Linked DNA regions of Oncorhynchus mykiss: region 1 is linked to region 2. The links are chromatin contacts, called in public Hi-C maps. All regions are on one chromosome and are shown on one strand. The core of a region is the stretch at or near the end of the contact, and the rest is flanking DNA. Distances in the headings are between cores, read along the strand shown. Region 1 holds the start of LOC110532492 (mitochondrial import inner membrane translocase subunit Tim17-B). Region 2 holds the start of LOC110532476 (testis-specific Y-encoded-like protein 5).

Region 1 (3,345 bases), core at 633-3,132, 310 kb before region 2:
AGGGCCCACCTGAGAAGAGCACAAAGCCAAATGTCAAGCCCTTGAGGTAATCTGACTTTGTTGGGTCGGTGGGGCAAGATGGTCAGGCAGGGGGTGGGGATGTGCTCAGATTTGAGGGTCTAGAAAAAAATATGAAATATACCAAATTTAAATTATTGTCAAATAAATGTTTGCTTCAACACTCACTGCGTGCAGCCAGGACTGCCCCAGTCATCGCTCCACTAGTTATAGAGTTCCAGGGATCCTCTTTCCCTCGAATATGGACCAGACCACAGTCGATCGTTGAGAAAAGTCCACCCCACACAGCAAAGCTACCTACAGGAACATCACACAAACTGTTAGTGAGAAATAAACAAACAGTGATGATGGGGTTTGTACTTTGTGCTGTACGAGAGAGAACTCCTGTAGAGACAGTGACCCTTACCGCCGATCTGTGGAGCTCTTATTCTCACAGCATTGGCACTACCTTTTAGTCTGTGCTGAAAGCCCTGTGCAGAGATGGAAAAAAGGATTGAATCACTGTGCTGATATTGATCTTAAAATATATTTGATATGCTCAGAGAAAGTATTTTAAACTGACCACAGGAGCGTTCCGAAAGCCCTTGATTGACTGGAATACCCCTCCGCCAATTGTCCCCATGGTGAATGCACCACCACAATCATCTACTATTCTCCAGGGACTGAGAAGTGTGTGTAAAATACATGGGTAATTAAACCACAATACTGACAGATTCAATAGAAATCCTTTGTCTATCTATTCATAAATGTGTAGGCTTATTACTGATTTAAACTATATATACACACACACTACCATAATATTTAAATAGCTAATATTATTATTAGGATACTTATTAAAAACCATTAACAAACATTTTACAAAGACCATTTATAAAAAGGCTAGTTTAAAGAGCAACTGAATGCACCAATTCTGCCTGTGTTTTTGTGTTGCTCATTACGAAAAACGAGATTTGAGTCTTAGGGGTGTTGCTAATGTTTGTCTCCCATGAGATACCATAGGAACAAAGCTAGTATCACTTACTCAAAATAGTCTGAAGGAATCTAAGATAACTCAAGAAAATCTGTATTTACTTTTTAGTATTTTTTTTTATAAGGTTTTATTCACGCAATTTTACATCTACCTAAAGTGTTTGCTGCAGCATTTCTCAAGTAAAAACATGCACCGTGTTGTCTTAAGCAAACAAAGTCCGATCTACTGAGCTGCTGGGCAGGTCTGTGTGTTCTGCAATATGTATTGGATAAAGTGCAATCACCGCAGCTATATATATATCCAGTATTGGTGGGCTTTATAGAAAATAAATAAAATAACCCTAAAGTAAGTCCTGACAAACTCTTGTACGCAACATTTTATAAAACTCACCGTTGAAAGACACTGACTTCACGACCAAAATGTATAAGCCCAGGGTCGTTACAATACTTACACTTTGTCCATTTTTGGCACTGGAATAAACGTTTGACCATATGTCGTTTTCAACGAGAGAAGTTGGTTCTCGATTTCAATTCTCATTTAAAGCAAGGAGTTAAATAAAGGTTAAATAAAAAATAAAAAGGACAAGTAAGCACCAGATTTCTCTTAAGGTTACTGCTAGTAAATTCAACCATCATTTTTGTAATGACTCAGGCATGAAAGGCATAACCATATGGTGAAGCATACTCTTTAACCATGTATGTTGGCTAAAGAGAGATCGGACCAATATTGAAAACGGTTTACTTATTTCTCAGCCTAATCTGAAATGTACTTTACCAAGGTTCACGGGCATATTCCTCCATGTTTGTTGTTGCTGTTCGGGCTGGGTGACGACACACTTCTGAGATTAAGGAATTGGGTTGGTTCACGTACGTCAATTTCGCCAGTTTGAAGCGATGCTGCGTAGGTGGCTAGTTTGCAATTTTGCATTGTTTCTGGTAGACTGGCAGCCACAAAACTGGATAGAGCCATAGCTGCAAACATCAGGGGGCTGCGTTTCTATATTTCCCGACTTCAAAATAGAAATGCAGATACAGCAGGCATGTTAGCACGTGAACCTCCCCACAAATAATGACATAATCATAGTGCCTTTGTGCTGTTTCTATTATCACGGAGGGGGCTAGCTAGCTAGATTTCACTCCACATCTGAAATTAAGTAGCCAATTACAATTCTGGCTGCAGGTAACTATAAACCGGGCTTTTAGTTGTATTTACATTTGATTACATTAACGTTTCCCTTAAATTACGGCTAATTTGGATAGTCTAGAAACGTTAGTTTGTGGCCACAATACTGATGCTTAGACGCGAGTGAGCTAACGTTAGCTACACGTACTTTTTAAAAAAATCTAGAAACTAATATATTTGGGCAATGACTATGTGAGTGAGGCTAGTTATAAGCATTCATTTTCTCTTAGGATGCCTCTGTCCCCGACGTTACTGGCTCGCCTAGCCAAAAGAGGGATTCTTAAGTACTCAGATGAAGGTATGGCAACAAACTGTTCCAAACAATCAAATGTATACTCACTGAAAACGTTAACTAGCTATCTGTCATTTACCAGCACTACTTGTCTATAGATGTGGAGATCATTGCTGAGGACTACGACGATAACAATGTAGATTGAGGCCACTGCCCGTGAGAATTTACCACCCAACTGGTACAAAGTAATTGACCCTATTTGGTAAGCACTCTTTCAGATTCTCTACTAAATCTGTAAATTGTACAAAACCCATTGGGTATGGCTACTGGACAGCAGCTATGATGGAGTGATTTATTTTTTCTCGTAGACTAAGATTCCATGTATATTGTATCCTCAGTGGTCTGCCATACTGCTGGAATGTGGAATCTGACCTGGTTGCCTGGCTGTCCCCAACCGAATCCACATCTATGATAACCAAAGCTGCCAAGATGTTGAGGGGTAAGAAGAGTCCTAGCATGACCACCCAGTAGGAGACCGTTATGTATTCACACTCAATATTTAGGATGGATTTGATTGACATTCATTAACCCCAATATTCTGTTTTTCTGTCTTACAGCAGAAGTTGGAGAGGACAGAGAGAGGGAGCGAGAACCAGAAATGGAAAGAAGGAATAATGGGAGGGAGAGACAGACAGATGCAGAGAAGACACTGCCCCTTATAGCAAGAACAAGCGAGGAGGTAAAGATTCATAACCTTCCTCCAGAGGGACATTGTGTTTCTTGCTCAAAACAAATATTGCAAGCATAAACAAACATAATGAATTGTATACACTTGCTAACAGATCTCTAAACTCTTTCAGGGAGGAAGGATGAGATGGACCCCAGCTCCTATTCCGATGCTCCCAAGTAAGGCCACTGACCCAACCAGTGGTCATTAATCACC
Region 2 (3,347 bases), core at 406-2,905:
GCCATCAGCAGGACACAACAGGAACCGAGATTCGACAAACTAGGCAATGTTTTTCCACTTCTCAATTGTCCAGTGTTGTTGATCGCGTTCCCACTGTAGCTGCTTCTTCTAGTCGTCTGCTGCAATAGCCCATTCAGGACAAGGATCGCTGAGTTGTGCGTTCCAAGATGCCGTTCTGCACATGTACTGCGCCGTCATTTGTCTGTTGTTGGCCCACCTGTTAGCTTGCACCATTCTTGCCATTCTCCTTCGACCTCTTTCATCAACGAGCTGTTTTCGCCCATAGGACTGCCGTTGACTGGATGTTTTTTGTTTGTCAAACCATTCTCAGTAAACCCTCGACACTGTCGTGTGTGAAAGGCCAGGAGGGCTGCCATTTCTGAGATACTGGATCCGGCGCCTGACACTGACGATCATACCATGCTCAATGTCACTTAGGTCACTCGTTTTGCCCCTTCTAACATTCAATCGAATAGTAACTGAATGCCTCGATGCCTGTCTGCCTGCTTTATAGAGCCATGGCCACATGACTCACTGTAGGAGCAAACCATTTTCGTGAATGGGATGGTGTACCTGATAAAAGCGCCGGTGTGTGTAGGTTGTATGACATGTTTGATCTAAATAATCATAGCTAGGCCTATATGGATATTCAAGCATATTGTAGACCTTCCTAGTACAAAATAATATACTGTGCTCAGTTATTGATGGTAAATGAATGGTGTGGTTATCATTCTCATACTCCATTGACTCCTTGTTTTGGATCATTACTCCATCTGATCCACTAGGTGGCATAAGTAATGCTGCCATTCACCTTTGTGTCTCTGTTATGATCCAATAATAGTTGCCTGGCTATCCATCCACATTGCTCTGCCACCTGAGTAACTGAATGCAATTCAGGTTGAATCGTCAGGCAAAAATAATAGGCCTATTTCAAATTTTGTGCTGACTACATGGAGTGCTGACTACATGAATGGAAAGCTAGTAGGTTGGCTATGCAATAATGTAATTAAAGAGAACATCATTGGTACAAGACTCTATCAAATTGGTCATATTCAATATTATCAGAGACCATAACTTGGACTGGAACAAAAACAGGGCCAAGTTGCTCGATACCTGTGTTATAACACTTAAGTTACTACAGTGATAACATTGTTGTCATGACATTGATGTAACTATACTGCCTTGTCAGGTGCCATGTGCAAGCATTTTGCATGATAAGGGGAAGCCGGTGTTCTAAATTGATGTTGAAATTGATATTGCTTTCCTTTCTCTGTCCTCGAAAATCAGCCTCTCATCTTTCGAGCAGGCAGCACATTCAACTTGACATTGTTTCTCCATATACTATATTTTAATAATCGGTAATAAATGAGCAAGTTTCAATTGCTGGTAGGCCTACAATGAAGTGAAAAATGATTCCTAACCCAACGTATTTTTCAATTCACATATCAAGGTAAGGCTACATTGTAGGCCAGAAAAAAAATCATCCTATCAAAATAGATCGAGTGTCGGGGTACTGCATACAATGTCAGTGTACGTGTACGTGCGCGCTCCCTAGTACTGTAAATATGCAGCGCAGCTTCTGTTGGTAAAGCTGACTCACTCAAACATACATCCTTTGTATGATTGGTGGATATGTTTCAGCGCGGTGTACTGTAACCAATCAGCGGATTGTTTTCCTATCTCGTAACGTAATAAACATCGCGGCCGGAGAAATAGTGAGGGAAAGGAGAAATGTAAAACATTTCAGGACCCTATGGAATTATAAACCAGGATTTTATTCAATATAATACTTAAAAAATAATGCACAATTAGTGCTAAATTAATATATTGCTTTTAAGAGAACGGGACCTAGTTGTAACACGAATAACACACGCAAGCTAAGCTAGCTAGCAAGCTAGCTCGCGCTACAGTACTGTAGGCCTCTAGCTAAATTTACGCGGAAAAGGAACTTGCTAACTGTTTATAGAAAATACGCTCGTAGTAGCTAGCTAGTAATTTGTGCCACGAACAAGGAAGCTAGTTGTATCTAGCTATTTAAACACTTCCACTAACGTTACCCTCTAGGCTAGTTAACTAATTTGTAGGATATTGCGTTAGCTAGCGCAGCAGACTAATTGGCAAAAATGAGCGAAAAAACGAGGTACAGCAAAAAGTCTGCAGACTCCGCACCGAAGAAACGATGTCAGTCCGACGAGCAGGCTGGCCAGTCCCCTCTTCCAAGTAAGTTAGCCAAAGTGGACGGCGAGGTGTCCAGTGAATTACCATCGAATTCTCATGGAAACAAAAATGGGGAAGATGGCGATAAAGTACCAGCCATAGAAGAGAAGAATGGAAATGAGGAGAGTGGACTAGATCTGAAAAAGGGACCCGGGGGGGGGATTTGTGCAGCTGTCACTGCCAATAACCCATCCAGCGCTGATGCACATGTCAGCGCCGTCAACAGTGCTCTTGTATCGGGTGCACCAGTCTCTAGCGATGCAAAGGAAGTAAAAAACCTGGGAAGTGCTGGTGCTGGAGATTGCCGACCCTCAACTTCACTGGACCAGTCTGATTCGGCCGCTATAGCAGCCGCCGAGGCACTTGCAAGTCTCACAGGAGCAGCTACGGGTGAAGAGGTTAAACAAAAGCCATTTTCCTCAAAGAAAGTTGGACATTATGAGAGAATGGGACACAAAGGTAAGCGTGGTGACCAGGAGTCCTCAAAGGAACGATCAAAACCTGAAAGGGGTCTTCACACACAGGCAGCAGCAGCAGACAGCTCTACCTCACTGCGTGGAGTTGACAAGGAGGATGCCGAGGACATGCCCGATGCGGATGAGGAAGACGACTCAATACCCGGATCTTCGTCCGCACCGAGTTCCTCTTTCCCTTCAGATAATGATGATGATGACGGGGAGTGCGCTATAGTTTCAGTGAAGATGGCCCCGGAGATCCGACAGTCAGTGGCCCTTCTGGCGCAGGTACAGATGAGGCTGGATGCTCTGGAGAAGAAAGGTGCGCGGCTTCACCAGCGGCTAGAGCTGAAACTGAGCCGCCAGCGCCGTCCACACGTGGACCAGCGTAGCTCCATCATACAGGCCATCCCTGGCTTCTGGGTCACGGCAGTATCCTTTTGAATACTCCTACACACACACACACGTATGTTGTTGATTGTGAGTGTGTTGGTATGTCACATTTATTTTTCCCTTGGCTCAAAGCTCAACAGTTATTGAACCACCCTCATCTCTCTGCTCACATTGACAAAACAGATGAAGGCGCTCTCAGTTACATGACCAACCTTGAAGTAAGTAAATAATCACAGCGAAAATGTAATGATTCTTTAAAGTCTTCTGAATAAATGTTCTATT

The links. A called contact is a pair of places that touch in the nucleus more often than the background predicts.
Region 1: a Hi-C map of liver shows a contact between it and region 2, with 3 times the contacts expected there. The contact joins the promoter of LOC110532492 here to the promoter of LOC110532476 in region 2. A contact is called at or near these places in 2 of 3 Hi-C or Micro-C datasets (blood and liver).

Annotation. Positions count from the first base shown.
Region 1 is chr9:58,666,627-58,669,971 of USDA_OmykA_1.1, reverse strand. LOC110532492 (mitochondrial import inner membrane translocase subunit Tim17-B) reads right to left here and starts at 1,882. Exons shown (of 6, transcript XM_021616450.2): 1 at 1,763-1,882; 2 at 581-680; 3 at 425-488; 4 at 187-315; 5 at 1-9. The coding sequence starts at 1,788. It also overlaps the pseudogene LOC110531218.
Region 2 is chr9:58,356,519-58,359,865 of USDA_OmykA_1.1, reverse strand. It overlaps LOC110532476 (testis-specific Y-encoded-like protein 5), which reads left to right and starts at 1,655. Exons shown (of 8, transcript XR_002474835.2): 1 at 1,655-3,104; 2 at 3,206-3,283.